4 separate regions of the Mus musculus genome follow, and regions 1, 2 and 3 are each linked to region 4. Evidence: chromatin contacts called from public Hi-C and promoter capture Hi-C data. All regions are on one chromosome and are shown on one strand. The core of a region is the stretch at or near the end of the contact, and the rest is flanking DNA. Distances in the headings are between cores, read along the strand shown.

Region 1 (5,266 bases), core at 676-3,175, 460 kb before region 4:
GCAAAGACAAGAGAAGTGACTTGCCCAAGGTCACAGAGGGACATCGGTCTCCCAGCCCCCATTCCAGAGCATCCTGCTCTGCTCTAACCTCTCTCATAGCCATCGCCCCTGGGCCACCCTCACCCAGACAGGCATGGAGAGCTACGCTACATTTGTAGGTTCAGAAAAAAAGGCCAAAGATCAGTTGAATGAAAGGGTCACCCTGAGAACTGACAAAGAAGGAAGAGAGACCCAAAGAGGAATTCAAGGAGATAAAGTAGTTTAAAGAGTCAACCATTTATAAGACAATAAGAGTGGTAGAGGCCGACAGAAATTGCCCGCGGTGATGTAACTTGGTTGTTTTTTTTTTATTTTGTTTTTGGTTCTGGAGCTCAAACCCAGGGCCTATTGTATGCATGCTAGGAAATAACACTGCTACTGAGCTACCCCCAGCCCAAGACAATATAGTTTGAACAACAACATTTTCATCTTCGCACCATACCCAGGTAGAGGCTTGCAGGAATGACCTGCAAGCAACAGGGTTACTTGTTCCAATAGACTTCTGGAGGAGAAGGGATGCCTCCTTAGGAAACCCTACTTGGGGCAACACCAGAAACATCTCCCGGAGACCCACCAAGGACAAAGCTACAGGCTGAGAGAGGCCCAATCTACATACTGAATCCCCACCTATTGGACTTCCCACTGTCTCACTACCATGGCAACAAAATGGATAAAAAAAAAAAGTGCCCCCCAAGAGACCATCCCAGGGGTCCATCTGGCAGCCACTATTACCACCTTAGTTGCCAGAGCAACTCCAACCTTTCAGGAAAGGGAGCTTTAGGGTAACCTACCCCAGGCACAAAGAGATCTCTGAGATCAAGGCAGTAAGGAAGTCCTCCTATGGGACAGCCAATGCTCTGGGGGTGAGGGTGGAGGTCACAATTCCTTGGAATGCCTATATGATTGCCCAATCTTCTCTTCTTTCCCATCCTCCCAACCTTCCCAATTCTCCCTTCAGTATCCCTGCCTTTCTTATTCGTGTTAGGAGGACTCACACTACCAAGACTCAGTGCCCCCCCTTCACGAAGTAACTAGGTCTGGGATTAGGAAAACGGGGTCAGAGGTGACCAGGATTGGGGGAAAGAAAACTGAGTCACAAAAGATATGGCCTTCCCATTTCCACCCCAAAAAACGTCGGTCTTCTCAAAGCTGGGCCTCTCCCGGTTCATCTCCATTCCCCCCAGGTTCAATCCCCCGTCTCGGCAGCTACAACCCTCATTTTACCACCTACCACACCCCTTTCCCTGTTCCCAAGACCCGCAACCTGGAAACCCGGTGCTGGGCCTGTGGGGTTACTGGAGCCTTCACGCCCCACCTCGCTGCCATCTCTCCGATCCGTCCTGCCTTCTCCGCGAACCACCCGCACAGCATCCCCCGGTTTACCTCCGCCAAGTCTCCACCTCGGCGTTCCTCCCCTTTAGGCTCTGGTCCTGGCGACGCTCGGCCCCGTCAGCCCTCCTCCCAAAACCCTCCTCCCCCCACCTCCCGAGCTCGCGACTCCCAGGCCCGCGTCCCTCCTCCGGGCGGCCCCACCCCCTGAGTCCCCAGCCTCGGGCCCGGTCGTGCCCGCAATGAGGGAACGCGACCGGGAAAATAACAAATGGAGGCGGCGGCGGGAGGGGGGACCGGGAGGGGTGGGGGCGGGGAGCCGCGGGCCGGAACGGGGCGGCCCGGGCCGGCGGCAGCGGACCTTACCTGCGAGCAGCTCGGGACGGCTGGCTGGCTGCGAGTGCGGTCGGGCTCCGGCGCCTCCCGGGGACGGCGGCGGCCACTCCCCGCCCCTCCTTACAGCGCGGCTTCAGTCGCTGCCGCGGCGGCGGCGGCGGCGGCCCCGGCCCCCCCGGAGGGCGGCCCCCATGCCCGGCTCCCCGCGCAGCCCCGATCGGCTTCTCGCGCTCCTCGCCCGCCCTCCCGCCCGGAACGCGCCGCCCGCGCCCGCCCCCGCCGCACCGCCCGCCTCCGCCCGCACTCGCGGTCCCGGCGAGGCCCGCGACCCCCGACCCTCCCGCCGCTGGTGCCGCGCGCCCCTAGCCCGCCCCGAGGCCTGCCACCCCGAAACGCGTCCTGGCCCGAGGCCCCGGTCGGGCGCGGGGCTGCGGGCGGACGGACAGGCTGGGCGGCGCGTCCGGCGACTCGCACAGGAAAGCGGACGGCGGAGGGAGGGCGCTCGGGAGAGGGGGATGGGAGCAGGGAGGAAGAGGGAGAAGGAGGGAGCGCGGAGGAACGGAGGAGAGAGAGGGGCCCGGAGGAGACGCGAGGGAGGGAGCGCGCGGCAGTCGGGGGGCGGAGGATCGGGGAAGGGGAGGCGCCGGGCGAGTTGGCCGAAGCCGGCCGGGGCGCAGAGAGAGAGGGCCTCGCTGCGCAGAGCGTGGGGAGCTCGCGGGCCCCGCGCGGGAGAGGGCTGGGTGGGAGGGGCTGTGGACTGCGAAGGCAGACCTGGGGAGGCTGGAGAAGTTTGGGGACAAGAGGGGCTGTGGCAGGGGTGAAGTAGGTGGAGTTTGGGGAATTATGAAGTAGAGATTTGGATAATGGGACTGTATTGGAAAGATGGAGAGGAAGGGCCAGAAGTAGAGGCTGGAGGGGTTTAGGAGCTATTTTGGAGAGCCTACGATGGAAGTTTGTGGACCTGGGCGGGAAAGGATGAAGACGTACTAGGAGAATGGTGTTTCTGGAAGAGATAAGCGTTTAAGGCAGTGATTGGTGTTGAGAAGAATGCAAACCACAAGAATTTGGGAATGATGAAGGAAAGCTGGAGGCAAGTCCGGAGATCCCTCTGTGGGAGAGAAGGCATGAGAAGTCTCAGAAGAGGGGTGGAGGGCAGAGGATGCCTATTCTAGAGGGAGACTGGGGTGGGCTGGGTTGGTAAACATGAATGTGGGGACTTCCAATCGAACTAAGAACTATTTCCTTTGGCAAATAAAGTGGAGGAGAATGAATTAGAGAGGTCTGGAAGGAAACACAAGATAAATAGGGCTTTTGTGGCAACGTGGTGGGAGGGCCAGTGATGGGAAAAGAGAGGAGCTAGAGACGGAGGGAGAACCCTGGAGGAGTGACAGACTGGGGTCCAGGCCCTAGTGTGGAAGAGGTAACTAAGAGGTGGCACTTCACTTTTGGGCCCTTCATTTTCTCGAGGTTCCTGAACTAGACCTTCTCAAGTCTGAAGTCATTACTAGTAGCATCTTTGGTCATGGTCACAGAAGGGATGAAGTGGGGGATTAGGTGGAAAGGACCTACATACATTTTAGGGTGCCCAGGTTCCCCATAACAATTGTAATATGGAAGTAGTCCCCAGCACAGACTACAGCATGCTCCTCCCAACTCTTCTCCAGTCAGCGTGCCAGCCATGCCCAACCTACAGCCATGAAGTCAGCACCCCCATCACTCCAGTGGTGCCTTCTTCTGGGCTCCTTCTCTGGCCCCAAACCAGCAGCAACATCTCTCAGGACAAAGGACACTAGAGACAGGGTGATTTTTGGCAGCTGAAATTGGGAAGGCTAGAGAAAGGGAGGGAGGCAGGCTGGGAGCCCGGAAGAGCTGGAGCTGGAGTCTGGATTGGGAGCCCTTAGTAGTTCACCAGATTTGGAGGTGGGGGTAGAGAGCTTGTAGGGGGCCAGCCTAGCTCAGACCTAGTGGGTGGAGTGGGGGACACTGAGTGGGCAAACTGCCTTTGTGGAAGGGAGGAGAACGGCTAGCCTAGTAGCCACCCAGTAGGTCTTACACCACCATTCCTTAGGCCAGATTCAGCCAAGCTCTTGAACTTACCCAAAAGCTCTACACAGATTCCAAAGCACTAGGGAGACCAAGCAAGAATGCTTGGCTCCTCTAGGAACAAATATCCCATCACCCCACTGTGAAGTCCCTTGCCTCTGCAGGGCCTCACTTTACCCCCATACCCATTTGCTTGTCCCCTTCCAGGGCCTCCCAGAGACCAGGTCCTCTCCTGTGTACCCTTCACGTCTTTTTCTCTGTGCTCTAAGATAGACCTAGTTCCTTCCCTGTACCAACTAATTTTGCTCTGAGACTCCTCCTCCCTCCCCCCTCTCCCCATAGCATTTCCTCTCTTTCCTTTAGTTTCCCACTAGGCCTGGCCTAGGACCTTTCCAATCCTTTCCAGACTCAACCTCTACCCTTGTTTAGCCGCTAAGGCAACAGCCAAGATGGTAACTTATCTAAGCCTAAAAGAAAAATGTAGGCCTAGGGAAGGACAAGGCATGGAACTAGGAAAAGAAGCCAGCACTACACCTTCCAGTTCCTCTGGTACCCAAGACCAGGCTCACAGCTCAGCTGCTGGGAGCATTAAATATACACCCCACCCCTATCCTTCACCCCAGCTCCCTCTCTGGCCCCAGCCCCCTACAATCACCTGGTCTCCAGGCAATGGCACAAAAGGAAAGTAGAGAGGGGCCTTGGAGGCCCAAGCAGAGCTAGCTGTAACCCAATCCAACCTGGTACCAGAAGGGGGCTGGGAATGTTGTCAGAAAAAGGCACCTAGCTAGGATGGAGGAAAGAAAAGACAAGGGTTAGGAATGGTGGCTACAGCCACAATAGCCCTGACCAAAGCCTAGGAGTTTCTGAGAGAGCAGCCCCAGAGAAGTGTAGCGAGCCCCCGGGGCCATATAGGGGTGCTGGAAGGGGGAAAAAAAACGAGGAGCTTACATAGGAATTCAAGGGCACAGGGAAGGAGAGGGAGCAAGAAGTTCTTTGAACTGAAAATAGCTGGGGGATACAAGAAGATGGGTGGGGAGATGTGGCTCCTGGCTTCACCAGTGCAAGTTTCTGTTAGCCCTAAAGGGAGAAGGAAGTCTGAGGGAGCCTGGGACCAGAACTTGGGAGGATCCGCGGGAGGAGGGCAGAGGGTGCAACCTTGAAATTCTTCCCACCCCAACCTCACCTTGGCGTCTAGTAAGGTGTCCTGCAGAACTTGGGCTCCCCCTAATGGCCACAGCTATTCATGGGCAGATGCTGCCTGCAAGCGTGAGCCCTAGTACCCTAAGGATAGTAATGTTAGGGGGATTGTCCCCCAAGGCGGGCTGGGTGCTTCAACCTCACAGCCTCACTGGAGCTGAAAGGTTAGAGGGCCTCTGTCTACACACTGATATCCTCTCAGTCTGGCTAACGGGGAGGCTGGAGAGCACTTCAGGTGTGGCATCCATTTTACTGGAGAAGTCGGATTCCCAAGCTCCTGGTACCCGTAATATTTCTTCTCTCCCTTTTTTCTTTGGTTCTG
Region 2 (4,848 bases), core at 1,586-4,085, 480 kb before region 4:
ATGAGGAAGTCTCCATGCAAATGTGAACAGACCACAGGCAGAGAGTTCACTATTGAGGGGACAAATGCAAATTTCCCAGAAGAGGAGGGGCAAAGAGAGGAGCCATTGGGTCATGGCTTCCACACACACTAAGGTTAGGGATGAGACAGCTTCTTCCCAAATGGCCATCCAAAGTGTCCCTTGGAGTCCTCCGCAGCCCTGTCAGAGGGTATCATCCACAGGGTGTCCTGTGCTTCCCCACTGCCCTGGCCTGTTCTCCTAACACCTGTTTAGCTCCCACCTCCTTCCTGATCACAGGGAACACTGCAGCCACCATTCAGCTGTACCTCCATGGTCTACTCTAGCAGGGCGCATCCTGGCTTGAGTCAGCAACAAAGAGAAAACAAGGGGCTCAAAGCGAATCTGAGAGAGAGGCCAAACCATCCTGAGGGCTGCAGGTAGGATAGGAGAGGAGAGACAACCTGGGGCAGGCCCTCCCTTCCCACTCACCAGCAGAAGAGGAAAGCCTTCTAGGGAGTGTCCTCCAGCTTCTTTGTTTGTTTGTTTGTGGTTTTCTTTGTGTTTTGAGGGTTTTTTTTGGTTGGTTGTTTGTTTGTTTGTTTGGGTTGGAGTTTTTTTGTTGTTTTGTTTGGGGGTTTTGGTTTTTCAAGACAAGGTTTCTCTGTGGAGCCCTGGCTGTACTGGAACTTACTTGATAGACCAGGCTGGCCTTGAACTTCCAGACATCCACCTTCCCCTGCCTCTTTTGAGTGCTGGGATAAAAGGCCTATGGTACCACCTCCACTCCGCTTGTTTTAGTTTAAGTCAAGGTCTCATGGAGCCCTATCCGGCCTCAAACTTGCTATGGAATGGAGGATAAACTTGACCTTCTTCTGGTCTTCCTGCCTCCACCTGGGCTCACAGGCACGTGTCACTCACACTAGGTTTATGCACGACAGGGAATAGAACCCAGTGTTTAATGCATGGCAGGCAAGCACTCACCACCTGAGCCACAGTCCCTAGACCTTCAGTCCTCAGTTTTAGTCAGTAACTTGTGAACAAAACTATTGAGCTAAGTTTGTAGGCACGAATCTCAAAACAGACTTTAAAACTGCGTGGAAGGTAGCTAGTGGCAAAGCGCTCACTCAACTCAGACAAGGCCCCGGGTTCAGGCCCCAGCAGAGAAGGGTGTGGGGATCAAGTTCGGAATCATTTCAACTGTAAATACACAGACACAGGACAGGAACAGGTACGCAGAGCCCCAGAGTCCATAAGAAAACCCTGAGTTAATAGGGGTTGCCAGTCAGTCCCTGTGCTATACAGCTAAGACGAGCCCCAGTGTAATGAATGAGGGACATTTATCTCCATAACCTTCCCTTTGCACATGCTCTGAGAAGACCACAAGAGAACAGCCAGCCCAGCTATGGGGGCCGTGTCTTTGCAGCACTAGTTGGGGATATCCTGAGGGTCTCCTTAAGTCAGATAAGCCTGGGCCCTTCTCTACCTGTGACCACCTCAGCGACCTTGCTTTCACCAAGCTCTGTCCAGCCCCACCTCAGTGTGATGCTGAGAGAAGTCCCTGAGTACCCCAGTACCAGTGGACCTCTAAGACCTTATTAAGACAGGGACCTAGAGCCCCAGGCTGTGTAGAGGGCTGGAAGAAGGCACCAGAGTTCCATGGTAGGACAAGCTTTCTAGTAATAGGGCCGACCTGATGAGAAACACCAGAGACAAGGAGTGGCCTCTCTGTTACTCTCAGGATGAGGTTGCTAGGCAGCAGGAACCCTGCAGGAAGGCAAGGGGAACCCTTCTCTGGCTTCCTCAGGGGACAGGGGATTGGTTAGATACATGGGAATCATCAGCCTACAGAGGGAAGAGGCTGAGAACACTGAGAGAACAGGTGTGGAAGATCAGGGATGAAGAACGGACTGGGAACAGAAGGACACCTGGTCTGGATGTCCACTTATCTCAAGGGACAGGGCCAACCTGCAATGCCCCTCACCTCTCACTGGTGGGGTCCGAGCAGTTCAGTGGGTACTTAAGGTGGATGATGGTGCCATCTCGGTCCTGCAGGATGCCCTGCTGCTGCGTGTAATACTCGACCAGCTCTGTCAGCGTCGCAAACTTCTCCCCTCCGTACAGGTCATAGAAGTCCCCTGAGTTCTGGATCCGAATATGAGTCACCTGATCATCCACCCTGCGAGGCACCACCAGGTAGTGAGATACATGAGCAGCAGCGGGGTGGGCTTGGGGGGACAGGGGTCTCGATGCAAAAGCACATAGGCATGGAGTAGACATAGACAGTTATGGGCACATGCTAGGGCGACAGGCAGGGACAGAAGGGAAGAAATGTATCATGAGGAGACAACACAACCCAGGGAACCCAGGAATGCTCCGGACCCACACAATGAGCTGCCAAGGTGCAGGGAGGGCCACCCACCTGACTGAGAGGGAGAAGTCACCCTGGTTCTTGCGGCTGGGCCGAGCCAGGAAGCTCCCAGGGACTCCCCGGCCCTTCAGCAGGGTCTCTGCATCAGGCCCGCTGAGGTCCCGGTGAAACCACCTAAAAGTGCACAGGGCAGTGAGGGAATATCCCCAGGGCTCCAGCCACCCTTGTTTCCTATCCTCCATGGGTCCCAGGCCCTTACCTCACCATCCTGGGGTTCTCACTGAATTGGCTGCAGAAAATGTGGAGGGAACAGTTTGTCTGGGCAGGCACGTACAAACTCTAGAGATGAGCCTCAGGCAAGGCTCTCAGAGCCCAGGCCTCCAAAGCCAACCTGCAGTCCTGCTCCCCGGGCTACCACTCTACTGGCCTGGGGCAGCCAGCAGGGCGGAGACAGGAAGGGGCGCGGCCGACCCCTTAGGGGAACTCACTAGAACTTCTCTTTTCAGAGCGAGGGAAGAGGAGCTGGAGGGTGGCAGGGTGGGGGAGGGCCCACTTCCCACAGTCTGCCAACAAAGGCACAGGGGCAAGGCAGTAAATATTCATGACTCAAGAGGTAAGGCACACGTGTGGCAGGTCAAGAGTCACGCACAGTGAATATCCACATTATCAGGTCAACCCTTCCTCCTCCAGCAGCTGCCTCTACTCAGAATTATTCTTAGGCACAGTCTAATAATGATCGTGTGCAGTGGCACCGTCATTTAATGGAGTGTCGCAGCCTGCCAGACTCATTGCTACAATGTCATTTTCATGCCTCCTGTGAGTTACAGGTCACCAGGGCCTCATTCCTCAGGCACTATCTTTATCCCCACTTCACAGACAAGGAAACTGAGGCCAAGAAGTTTGAGGAATTGCCCCCAGGTCTTACCCTTAGTGAGTTGCAGGATTCAGACCTAAATAGTTTCAAAGCCAATGACTTTTGAATTCTGCTTGCCAGCCCTCAGGACCCAAAGAACAGTAGTCAATAGACTCCTTGTCCAAAGGAGATGCTATCATCACAGCTGAGAGCCCCCACAAAGCAACCTTGTGCAGCTCTGTCATCATGGGCCTAGGCCTCCTTCCTATACCCTGACTGTCAGCAGGGAGGGGTGGGGTGGGAAGGTATCTCCTAAAGGTTAGGGTTTATGGCCAGGGTCCCAACAAGGGCAGACGCTCACAGGGAGGGCTTTAAACTTTAGGAGCGCTCAGCCTTCAGGCTTATGGGACCTTGTGTATGTAAACCCCAGGATGAATACAAAAAAAGATGCAAATACTACCAAGCCAAGACCAGAGGGGAAACAAGCTGCCCAATTTATATTGGTATCTTCCTTAGCAAGGGACACAGGCTGCTGGAGAAGGGAGATGGGACAGAGCACCTTATATCTTTTAAGGGTTTATTGTCTGAGGTGTTTTGATTGGTTAGTTTTGGTTTGTTTGTTTGTTTGTTTGTTTGTTTGTTTTATAATACTGAAATTAGAACCCCAGTCCTAGCTGGGCATGGTAACCCATGCCTTTAATCCCAACACTTGGGAGGCATAGGCAGGCAGCTCTCTGTGAGTTTGAGGCCAACTTGGTCTATACAGTGAGTTCCAGGATATCTAGCGCTATATAGTGAGACCTGTTTCAACAACAAGAACAACAAAACCAACCCAGACTCTCAGTCCCTTAAACAGTGTGAGGAGCATCCTTGGGCAGGCATCCTTGGGCAGTGTACATCTTCCACCCTATTTCTTTTCCTTATTCATTTGATTCCCTTCACACTTCTGCAGTCCTAGGGTTTGAACTTAGGACCTCAAACTCGCAAGGCAAAGGCTCAACCACAGAGTCACACCCCCTGTTAGTTCTCTTTTTACTTTTTTGGAGATAGGGTCTAGCTAAATTGCCCAGGCTAATCTGGAACTCACTCTGTAGCCTTGAATTTGTAATCTCCCTGCCTCCACCTCTCCAGTAGCTGGAGGTTGCCACCACATCTGGCTCCCTTACACTTCTTTAAAACTGAATGATGCGGCTCGATGGTAACATAAGGCCCTCTCTCTGCTCCAAGCCCAGTAGTTTCATGAGTGAGTGTATAGTTAGTTGTATGCTTAATATTTATTCACAGTATATAGTCATATCTCAAAGTATAGGAGAAGTAAGAGACGATAAAACCCAAACATGGCTAGAGTGTGGCTCTGTGTAAAATGCTTGCTTAGCATTTGGGTGGGAAACCCTGGCCTTCACCACCAACAGTCTTGCTGGATGCCATGTCACACATCTGTAATTCCAGCACATGGAAGACAGAGGTAAGGGGATGAGAACAAACCTGAAGCCAGCCTGGGCTTCATAAAGAGTTCCAAGCCAGCCAGGGCTATATAGCAAGCCCCTGGTGTGTGTGGGGGGGGGGGGGTGGGGGGGGGGGAGCTGGTTTTGTTTTGTTTAACAGTCTATGACGAGTACTTTATCAT
Region 3 (5,341 bases), core at 2,679-5,178, 350 kb before region 4:
ACACACTGCTCCCACACTGTGCGCACATCTGCACGGTAGCGCTCACAGGACCAGATGAAGGAGGGCAGGAGCAGTGTCTGTGCCATGGAGCACCACAGCACTGCCAACACCATCCATGGCGGAGCTGAGTCTGACTTCAAGGAGAAGAAGCTCACCACCTGACGGGGAATAGGCAATGGCTGGTCAGGCTTGAGAGTCCAGGCCCCACCTAAGCCTGATACCCACCTTTAAAGCAAGGGATTAGGAAGGGAGGCGGGTGAGCCTCTGGAAGGGGTTGAATGATGAAAGGGGAGAAGTGCTATAAACAAATCCCTGACGTTGGGCGCTTGAGCGGAGTGGGAGAGATGGGGGTGGGAGGAGAGTGAGACTCCAAGAAAGTCAAAGACAGAGGAACCCAGGAGTCGGGCCTGGATAGTGTGGTCGGGTGAGCCTGGGGTTTCTACTCATTTCCACTCAGGAGTGCTCAGAGAATGATCTCCAGGGAGAAGCAGGGAATAGATAAAGGCTCAGGGCAGCTAGCCGTGTGACAGGTTGAAGAGTGACAGGGCCTGTGGAGCTGAAGAATAGAAGTGGAAGCAAGGAATGGTCAAAGGAGCTGGGGGATTGAGTAGTGGCGGGTGAGGACTGAGACAGGGAACCCCAAATGTCAGGAGACAGACAGACGAGAGGACGGTAGATGCCGGGCTGGAGATGGAGCTTTTGCGTGGCTGGTAGAACTGGAAGGCCCTGTATATTAAAAAAAGGCTGAAGGACCTCAATCTCACCAAAATGGGCACCCCCGTGAGTGAGTCATAGAGAAAGACGATGGCGCTGACCAAGTTGGTGACCTGCAAGGATGTCTTGGCAGATTCAGAGCCATCCAGCGAGGACCGCCGCTTCCCTCGAGTATCCTCCACCACAATGGCTGGCACCTCAAAAGCTGGCCGGGTACCCAACCCCCCCAGCCCCCCTGCTTTGGTGCCCACACTGCCCCCCGCTCTCCGGGCCTGCCGAGCCCTCCGGGGCCGGGCCCACAGTGTCTGATAGAATGTGATAGCCACACAGACCAACCCCATGACAATGCCCCCAAGAAGCAGGAGGCTGAAGCAGACACCAAAACCGAGGCCGATCTTGGAGACTATGAACTGGCAGCCTCGGGCATAGTAGCGCTCCCCGTTGTTGTGCCAGCCGATGGAGGGCAGCGTGGAGAGGATGAAGCTGACCATCCAGATGCCCATGACGGCATGCAGCGCCTGCTTCTTGGCGTTGCTGAGGCGGTAGTTAACGGGCCATCGCACCATCCACATGCGATGGTAGGAGAGCGAGGCGACCGTGAAGCAGGTGGCCAGGGCCAGCGTGTAGTAGGTGGACACAAAGACCTTGCAGATGCTCTCGTTCCAGTCATAGTCAGAGGAAGCCTGGCGCCGGAGCTGCACCACAGCAAAGGTGGTAAGGGGCACAGCCGCCATGAGTATATGAGTACCGGCCAGGAAGCAGAGCAGTAACTCCAGTGGCTTGTGTTTCTGCTGTTTGGCTGAGATGCTAAGGATGATCCAAGCGTTGGCCAGCAGGGCCAGGAGCCCACAGGCCAGCCAGGACAATGCGTTTGAGCGTAGGGAGGCCTCTTCTGCCCCCAACCCTCCCCGAGCCATTCTATCCTCGGCCCCACCCCCACCCCCTTGAATTCCTGGGGGCGGGGGCTAGGTCTCACCCTGGAGCCCCGCTCACACACACCCCCATGATGCCCACAGTCCTTGCCTGGTAGCCAGGCAAGCTGACCCCAAGTCTTGCTTACTTCTCAGCATTGCATGAGTGACCCAGCTAAGGCCAGGTGGGCAGGGCAGGGGAGAAGGCAGGGAATTAATAGAGGCGGTAGTCCTCAGCCTCCATATTGGGTGGGGCTTTTTCTCAGTTATCCCTGTAATTGATGGGGGAGGCAAGCAGGCTGCTTCCCCATCTATGAAGCTGGCTGGGCAGCTCTGATTCTCATGCTGGGACTTCCCGGTCTCTTTCTCCAGCGAGGCTTGACCAGTGGGGGGTGGGGTGGGTGTCTTGGTGCACAGGGGTGGAGCTCAGTCACCTGGACAAGCTGTGAGGGAGGATGAGATGAGGAGCAAGCATTAGGCCTGTGCTGTGCTTGGCTCACTTGTACCCCCTTTCCCTTGAAACTATGGAAATGACTGATGCTGAGGGTCGCTGGGGTCATTCAGAGCATTCCCTTGCCTTAAGTCAGATGCCCCCTTACCCACAGGCATAAGACCTCATCTACTTGCAGACTACATGGAAGGGTCTCCATTCCTTTTAGCCTTTTCTCCCTGCTTTGGAATTCCAAGTTTTGTGCTTATAATAGCCCATGCTCAGAACTACCCAGCCCTGTCTCCATGTCCCTAGGTCTCTCTTCAGTTGCTAATGGGAGACAGACAGTGTGATGTGTTCCTCCTTGGGGACTCACATTAAAGCAGGAGCCCTTCTCCTGCATGCCATTCTCCTGGACTTTGTGGTCTTTGTGCTCAGCCTACTTATCTAAGCCTGGGTTTTCACCCCTTCAGCTACCTAAGGAAAATGGGAGGAAGGAGACTGAGACTGGGGTGGGGGTTGGGGGGTTGTAGCTAGGGAACCTGAAGGCGGGGAAGCCACTGACATCAGAAGCATCCAGAAATGGAAAGAGGGGGAACTAGGGAGAAGGAGGAGAGTTTGAGCTGGAGAGAAAGAGGGGGGAAACTGGTAGTATCTGGAAATAGACGGGAAGGTCCAGAAGCCCCCCCCCCACCCGAGGCGGAGATATTGGAGGGAGGTGGGTGGGAAGGAGGAGGATGGAGGAGGAGCCTGGGAACAGTGATGGGGGGGGGGGTAGACCTTAAATAGGCTGGCTGACCTCACTAGGAGACTTTGGGTCTCCTCCCCTGGTCCAGAGCCTCAGTTTCCCTCTGATGGGAGAGAGCAGGAGGGTTCTGGTCTTAGTGATACGGTTCAGGGAGAGCTGGGGAAGGCACTAGGAAACCAAGTGAAACACTGAACAGACTAGAGGCTATAAGACCGGTGTGATGGTTTTGGGGCAGACGGGGAAAGTGGGGCACAGCTGTGCCACCGTTCATTTCCTGCGAAGAGCCTTAGACCCTAGCTCTCCCCCAGAGGTCCCAGTCCACCCCCATCTTTGTCTCTTCCCCCCTAGCCCAGTACATCCTAGTTGCCATGGCAATGGACAGCCAGGAGGAGGTGTAGGGAATAGGTCCGGATGCCCCCCACTGCCCTCCCTTACAGCCTTTGGACCCCTTCCCACTCACCCTCATCCCACCCCCAGACCCAGTTGGTGGTTCCGAAAGAAAGAGAGGGAGAGTCAGAAAGGGAGGGAAGAAGAAAGACGTGAAGGACAGAGAGAAGGGGGTGAAGGACAGAGAGCAAAGGGAATGGGAGGAGGAAGATTGGGGGCTTTCTGGCCGACAGGGGTCCCTCGCCCTTCGCCTGGATGGGATAAGGTCAGGCGGCTCCTCCCTCCAGTCACCTAGGGTGTTCTCTAGGGCAGAAACAGCAGGTGGCTGGGGAGGAGGGCCGGGAGGAGGGGCGCGGAGGCAGCTCGCGGGGTGGGGTGGGGTGGGGGAGTGGAGACACGCGGGGGACCGGGCAGGGGTCCACTTACCTCTGGCTGCGTCCTGCTCTGCCGAGGAGACGCACTCCCGACGAGGCTCGCCCGGGCTCCCGCCGCCTGCCGGCTCCAGCTCGCCAGCCCTCCTCCTTCCTTCACTCCCTCCCTCCGGGCCTCCCTCCCCCCAGCCTGGCCTCTCGGGCTCAGCCCGCGGCGCGCTAGTTTGCGGCCCCTCGAGGCCCCTGTCTCCCAGGGTCATCAGCCTGCGAGCCCGGGGTTAGGGAGCCGCTGACCAGTCTTGGGGTCGGGGGTGGCGAGGGTGGGGCGGGGAAACTGGACGGCGGTGACTTAGAGGAGGAGGGGCAAGGAAGGCGCGGGGAGGGAGGGGGCGAGGAGGACGGCGGGGAGCGGGCTTCATTGGTGAAGCGGTTGGTGTCCTGCCCCCACCCCATCCCGGATTTTCAACACGAATGAGCCCGAAGAGGCAGCTGGTGTTGTTAGGGACCGAGGAGTTAGCTGTTCAGGGAGGAGGAAGCGTGTGTCACCGTGTGTCACTGTGTGCATCCTTATGAGGGCTGTTCTTGGGTAGAGCTCAGAGGAGCCCCGCATGAAGGCCTGCTAGAAGCTAAGGGGGCTTGCGATGCCAGCTGAGATCGCTTGTAAAGTTGGAAGTGCTTGCTTGGATCAAGAAAAGAAGTGGGCTTTTTGTGCACCTGCATACACCTCTTTCTCTTCCTGGAATGCAAGCAGACACTGAGGATAGGGACACGCACAATTGCCACACACGGTTTCTCATAGTCTCTTTCTTCTCCCATACATCACCGTGTAGTCTCTCTGTGAATTACAGAGTCACACACAATGCTTTTAGGATGTGCAGGTGGGCAATCAGCCTCCAGGGAATTTTCCCTTCTCTGGGCAACTTCATCTTCTCCCTGGGTCAGGTCTGGTAACTAAAGCCCCAAAGATTCCTGGGTCCCCCAGAGAAGTGTAGTCTCTGTCTCTCTCCATCTCTGTCTCTCTGTCTCTCTCTCTCTCTCTCTCTCTCTCTCTCTCTCACACACACACACACACACAGTGCATTTTATTTATAGCCTTTATTTTTCTGTCAGCTCAGGAAGCAGGAGTGGGGAGTGGGCAAAAATAAGAAGTGAATAATGAAGAGAAGTGGGGAAGGGATGTTTCTAGAAGAGGCCAGCTGGGAAGAAAAGAGGAAAAAAGGGGAAGGAAGTGCTGAAGCAGGCAAACGACAGAGGCAGAGGAGGCTGTGGATCTATGAGAAACAGATCAAGACTCTCAGGGAGAGCCCTTAGACCCCTGACCTCCTGGATGGAAGGCACAGCCACCTGCCACAATGCTCTCTCCATAAAGGACCCCAGCATGGTCCACTTCCCAGGCTCTGCACACACTGCGGCAGGTCTCTGTGCATCTCTCCCAGCCTCACTCTAAGAGAACTAGGGTTTTGGGGGAAGGAGGGGGGGGTGAGAACAGCAGTGATCAAGGAGGGATTTGAAACCAGAATGGCTCCTCCATCCTCTCAAGATCTCTGCCAGGGGCTGCGCTCCAGTGTGTGTGTGTGTGTGTGTGTGTGTGTATACCGAGGGCCTGGAACTAGCTCCAGAGATCTGTGTGGTATTCATCCCTGTGTTCCATGTAGTGGCTTGGCTCTAGGGATCAGGAGCCCTGGGTTGGCCCTGACATCAGCACTTGTTAGCTGGGTAACCTTGGGTAGTCATTCAACCAAGTTCCATTTCACTAGGGATGACTGGTTATCTCTGCCAT
Region 4 (5,155 bases), core at 972-3,471:
GCACTTGGCGGGGGCTGGGGGGGCTGAGGTGGGAATACGGCAGAAAACCAAACCAAGTCATACCTGCCATGAGGCAAAATGATCTAAAAGCGGGCAGCAGTAATGCCCACATTTAATCCCAGCACTCAGGAGGCAGAGGCAGGCGGATCTCTGAGTATGAAGTCAGCCTGCTTTACAAAGCGAGTTCCAGAACACCCAGGACTACACAGAGAAACCGTGTCTTGAAATCCAAAATCAAAACCAAAATCATCAATTGTAAAGTGCAACAGAATAAAAAACAGGGCAGGGGTCAGATCTAAAGTAACAAGTTTAGAGAAGAAAAATAGCCGTGAATGGCATTTGTGGTAATTAGGTAGGTACCCGGTAACAAGACTGGACACAGGCTTGAATCTAGAATTGTCCCCCCTTTTCCGTTCCGTCTTTCTTTTGCCATTTGGCAGAAATTTTGCTGTAGCTTAGTCAGGCTCTACCCACACTGTATTTGTCATACCTGCTCATGAACATCAAAATGTCACAACTTGCAGAATGAATGCCAGGCCCTTGAAAGGAAGTTCCAGAGGGAGAAAAGGAGTATGTCCTGTCCAGTAATGAAATGCTGCATGCATCTCCAAAGACGTAAACGCTTGCACACAGGACACCAACATGTGGACATCTGAGTGAAACACATGATTGCCTGAGAGTTAGTCTCTGGGGGATGGGGATGGAGCTCAGTTGGCAGAGTGAATGCCTAGCATGCAAAAGGAACAGAGTACGCTGACCAGCGCTGCAGAAAACTGGGCATGGTGGTAAACTTCTGCAGTCCTAGCATTCAGGAGGCAGAAGTAGGAGGACCAGAATTTCAAGGTCATTCTTGACTACATTTCATGTTTGAAGCCAGCCTGGACTACACAAGCCTCTGTTTCTGCTGGGAAAAGAGTCTCTGAACGTCAAGTTGTAACTGTCCTATTAATGTTACTATGTTCTCTTTCCTTTTGCATGGATGCCTAAGATATAAACATTTACACTGCATCCAAAACCTAAGCTTCCACTAAATGTAAAATAAGAATTCTAAGGCTAGGAAAACGCAACCACAGCTATAGATTCCTTTAAAGCTGTGAAGCATAAAATAATGTTGAATTTTACAACTGATGTCTAGGAAAGGGATTCTACTGGAAGAGAGAAGAAACGTCTTTAAGTATTGAGAAGGAAAAATTGATTCTACTTAGATTTTGGAGGAGGAGTAAAGAGGAAAGGGCTGGGGCTGGAGAGAGATGGCTCAGTGGTGGAGGGAGCATATTGCTTTTGCAGAGGGTTTGGTTCCCAGCACTCACATATACTCAAAACCATCTAGGGAATAACCCTCCTCTGGCCTCCAAGGGCACCCAAGCATGCATAGATGCAGGCAGAAACTTGTACCATAATATATATATACATATGTGTGTGTGTGTGTATATATATATATATATATATATATATATATATATATATACACACACACACATACATACGCATAATGTGTGTGTATATATATATACATATATGTGTGTATATATATATATATACACACATATATATGTGTGTGTGTATCTATATATCTGTATATATGTATATATCTATATCTATCTATCTATCTATCTATCTATCTATCTATCTATCTATCTATCTATAGAGAGAGGTCTCAAAAAACAAAACAAAGCATAAACATAAAATAGGGAAGTCTACTTTAGTTCAGGTTTCTGGGCTGGGTTAACTAAGTCGCTGTGTTAACAGGTTTAGGGATGAAGTTCGTGATAGGGAAGAGAAGAATGAAGAATGTGGGTTTTATGGTCTCAGGCAGGGATGGTGACGGGGTGGTCCTGTGGCCAAGGACTTCATGAATATGCATTCACTGCTGAACCTCGCAGCCAGTTGGATTCCAGCGTCTAAGTCACTTGGGTTTCCTTCTGCCAGGTGCTGTGGGCGGGAGCGGTAAGAATGACAGCAGTCTCCAGCTCAGCGATTGGCTGGTAGGCACCATAAAAGGTCTAACTCAGCGGCGGAGACAGAGTTTGAGCTGGACTTTAAGCAAGCCACTTTTGTATTGGTCAGTGAAGAAATAGAAATAAGAGGACAATGGTAATTGCTGTAGTTGTGGGGGCGGGACTAGCAGGCCATTTCTCACGAGGATTGGACCTGGAGGTTTTGACATCATCCGAGAGGCGTGGTCATGTCTAATAAAGCCGAGAGCCGGCCCTGCACCTGCAGTAAGTTCCACCGCAGTTAGAGTTCCGGGTGTTTCGTGTGAGGCGGCGCTCGACAGTTCCGTCTGCTTCAGCCGCAGTGTCTCCCTGCCCGTCTCGTTGCATTCTCCAGAGAGGGGACGGACCTCCACTTCCTCTTTCAGAAAAATGTGAGTTGACTCTGCTCTAGGGTCCTCGACACCTCTTTACCGACTCTCCCCCGCAGTGTCCGACTCTGCGGGACGGGAAATGGCGCATTGCAGCAGCTGCGGCGACGCCGGGAACCACCAGCTCGCGCCGCCCCCAGACCGGGCCACCCCGGACTGCGGGCAGCGCTCCATCCCGCACCAACTGCAGCTGGCACTCCATGGCAGGGCGAGGGCGCGGGGGTCCCACGTACACCGCACCCTCCCCTCTTGTCTTTGTATCGTGGAACCCCAAAGGGGAAAAAGTGGGGGAGGTATAGATTCAGACAGGAAACTCGGAGACCCTTTCTTGTTTGACAGACTCTTAAAGCCTCTGGGAAGACTTATAGGTGTTCCTGTCCATTCTTGACTTGGAGTGCCCGCAGTCTCTGCGTTATGCATGCCCCTCACCCAGAGTGTGATGTACCTGCCTCATGGCTGTGAGCAAAGCTGCAGAAACTTAACTTGCTAGTTCTGTGGCGCCTTGCGAGTAGCTCAGAAAGTCTCAGGGGACAGTGGTATGAAATCTTAATGCAGCTGTTTATGCTAAGGCGATTTCCAGTGATCAAGTCCTAGCCAAATAAATATTGGAGGAGAAATAGGGAGAACAGTGAATTCTTCATTTTATCCAAAACACATAGTTTAGCCTTTAGCTCTTTTTGGCATCATCCCCTTCTGTGGCCAGATAAATTAAGAACTTCCCTTTAGGATCACATACACACAATGAAGAATTTTCTTTCTTTTCATTTATTATCTGAATCTCTTGCCTGGTGCTAGATTTATTTGTGTTTGTTCCCTCTTCCTCTCTCTCTCCCTCTTCCTCTCTCTCTCCCTCTTCCTCGCTCTCTCTATCCCCCTTCTTTGTTTGGCTTTTCCATATAGGGTTTCTCTGTGTACCCCTGGCTGTCTCAGAATTCCCTCTATAGACAAGGCTGGCCTTGAACTCAGAGATCCACCTGCCCCTGGCTTCCAAGTGCTGGGATTAAAGGTGTGCACCACTACACTCTGCTTGTGTTGCCTCTATTGGCAAAAGGGGGGCAGGATTTTGTATTACATAAGGGTTATAACTCCCTGAATAGGTTAGGGTGGAGTGTTTCTACCTGCCACAAATAGTAAATAAAGTGAGTTCTCCAAAGCTTCACAGCCATTTTATCCGTTCTCTGCATTAACATTCTGTGCAGTTTTTACAAGCCCATAGATCTAGATGTTTAGGGGAGGGGAGGGGTCCTTCTTAGTTGACTGGCTGCAGGTAGTTTCATGTGTGATGTTTGGAAGGAGGTTGAGAAAGCATGGTGGCTAGCAGGGAATCACGAGGTCTCTGACCTTAATCTTGTCATTGGTGCCACCATCCTGGACACCTTCCAACACTAGCTGCTACCAACTCATTGAAATCCCTCCCTCTGGTCTAGAACTAGATTGCTTAGCTAGCTCAGTAGCAGTGCAGATCCTGTGGCTCCCATGGCTTTGCAGATTCCTCTATGTTTAGGAAGGAAATGGGAAAGCGGCCCTTTAAGTGGAAGAAGCTGGTGTAATCTGCTAATAGAGTCTTTCTGAGGGGCTTCTACATCTTGATCTTAGCCAAAAGGCCGAGAAGCGGTTGGGGTTATTACATCGTGTCTAGAACATTTCCCTTAGTTATGGAAAAAGAGATTCTGCATCTTGGTTCTGTTGTAATTAATCAAGGAATTTACTTTTTTTTTAGCAACTTTCTGGTGGCTTAACCTTTACTGTACTTATTCTTGGACTTTTCTAGCAAAGATTTTTTTTTTTTTTAGCACTTAAGAAATTTCTATTCCCCATCAAATTTTAGCTTTCTCTCTTTACCTTGCTTCTGTGGGTTTAACTCTGGGAACTCGTTAGCTGGTGACTGTCAGAGAGGAGTTCATCTTCAGGCCCCACCGTTGCTTTAACCCCAGCAGATGGGGAGGCAGAGGCAGATAGATCTGTATTTCAGGCTAGCCTGGTCTACATAGAGAGTTCCAGGACACCCAGGGCTTCGTGAGACCTCATCTCAAAACAAAACACCCGAAACACAAACCAAACCAAACCAAACCCACTCTGGATTATTCCCTTCTAAGGCCGTGGGAACGCTTTGCCCTCAGCGGTGCTGGTGGAGAGACTTGAACTCACAGCAGTGTAGTTCAAGCTTCCTTATCTGACACGGGACTGGGTAACTATCCTGAGACATCGCCCAGTCTGAAGATGAATGGACAGAGTGTCTGCTGTGTGTACACTGAGGACTGTTTCTAGCATTTTTATTTCTGGTCTGTGCTTTTCGGAACGACTAGTATAATTGTTTTAGGTCTCAGATTCATTTTAAATGAAACTCCTGGCTTCTCTGCCAAGAACAGAACAACCGGCTTGGATTCACTCCACCTATACAGACTTTGCTTTTGGTGATTCTCCAAACTGTCTTTGCAGCAGCCGTGATGTTCCAACTACAGTGTGAAGCCCAACCGGGAACCAGACCCTGCCCCAAGCAGGACCGTCGACTTGCCCCTTTCATATTCACACTTCAGATTCACGTGGCCTTACGATTTAATGTTTTCTACAAATTTCTCTTCCCCTGGATTGGGTTGTCCCATCTTATTTCATGTGAGGAGCTTGTAGTGGCCAGGCAAATTCCATCTAGGTCAAGGCTGGCATATTTGTCCCTATGGCCATTGTGCCAGAGGATGTGTCTGAGTTTGCCTCTCAGTACTTGGGGGTGGCTGAGGAGCTAAAATGCCTTCCGTTTTCAATCAGCATTTGCTTTGGTGGTGTGAGGTGAGG

What was found. Promoter capture Hi-C pulls out the DNA fragments that hold promoters and counts their contacts. Hi-C and Micro-C count contacts between places; a contact is called where the count stands out from the background.
Region 1: a contact with region 4 is called in a promoter capture Hi-C map of liver, with 2.5 times the contacts expected there. The contact joins the promoter of Atn1 here to the promoter of Vamp1 in region 4. A contact is called at or near these places in 3 of 39 promoter capture datasets (liver and pre-B cells), 1 of 115 datasets of contacts at active chromatin or transcription factors (memory CD8 T cells) and 1 of 9 other capture datasets (liver).
Region 2: a contact with region 4 is called in a promoter capture Hi-C map of pre-B cells. The contact joins the promoter of Ptpn6 here to the promoter of Vamp1 in region 4. A contact is called at or near these places in 4 of 39 promoter capture datasets (the C10 cell line, hematopoietic stem and progenitor cells, liver and 1 more), 1 of 484 Hi-C or Micro-C datasets (CD8 T cells), 2 of 115 datasets of contacts at active chromatin or transcription factors (bone marrow-derived dendritic cells and memory CD8 T cells) and 2 of 9 other capture datasets (adipose tissue and liver).
Region 3: a Hi-C map of rod photoreceptor shows a contact between it and region 4, with 4 times the contacts expected there. The contact joins the promoter of Gpr162 here to the promoter of Vamp1 in region 4. A contact is called at or near these places in 1 of 484 Hi-C or Micro-C datasets (rod photoreceptor) and 3 of 9 other capture datasets (adipose tissue, liver and pancreatic islet).

Annotation. Positions count from the first base shown.
Region 1 is chr6:124,754,562-124,759,827 of GRCm38.p6, forward strand. It overlaps Atn1 (atrophin 1), which reads right to left and starts at 1,926. Exons shown (of 10, transcript NM_007881.4): 1 at 1,735-1,926.
Region 2 is chr6:124,730,319-124,735,166 of GRCm38.p6, forward strand. It overlaps Ptpn6 (protein tyrosine phosphatase, non-receptor type 6), which reads right to left and starts at 2,836. Exons shown (of 16, transcript NM_013545.3): 1 at 2,628-2,836; 2 at 2,420-2,542; 3 at 1,982-2,176. The coding sequence starts at 2,635.
Region 3 is chr6:124,860,055-124,865,395 of GRCm38.p6, forward strand. It overlaps Gpr162 (G protein-coupled receptor 162), which reads right to left and starts at 3,929. Exons shown (of 5, transcript NM_013533.4): 1 at 3,617-3,929; 2 at 765-2,068; 3 at 1-158. The coding sequence starts at 1,631. It overlaps Cd4 (CD4 antigen), which reads right to left. Exons shown (of 10, transcript NM_013488.3): 10 at 4,639-5,341. It overlaps Gm32404 (a long non-coding RNA gene), which reads left to right. Exons shown (of 3, transcript XR_378023.2): 3 at 1-716.
Region 4 is chr6:125,213,360-125,218,514 of GRCm38.p6, forward strand. Vamp1 (vesicle-associated membrane protein 1) reads left to right here and starts at 2,222. Exons shown (of 5, transcript NM_009496.3): 1 at 2,222-2,368. The coding sequence starts at 2,367.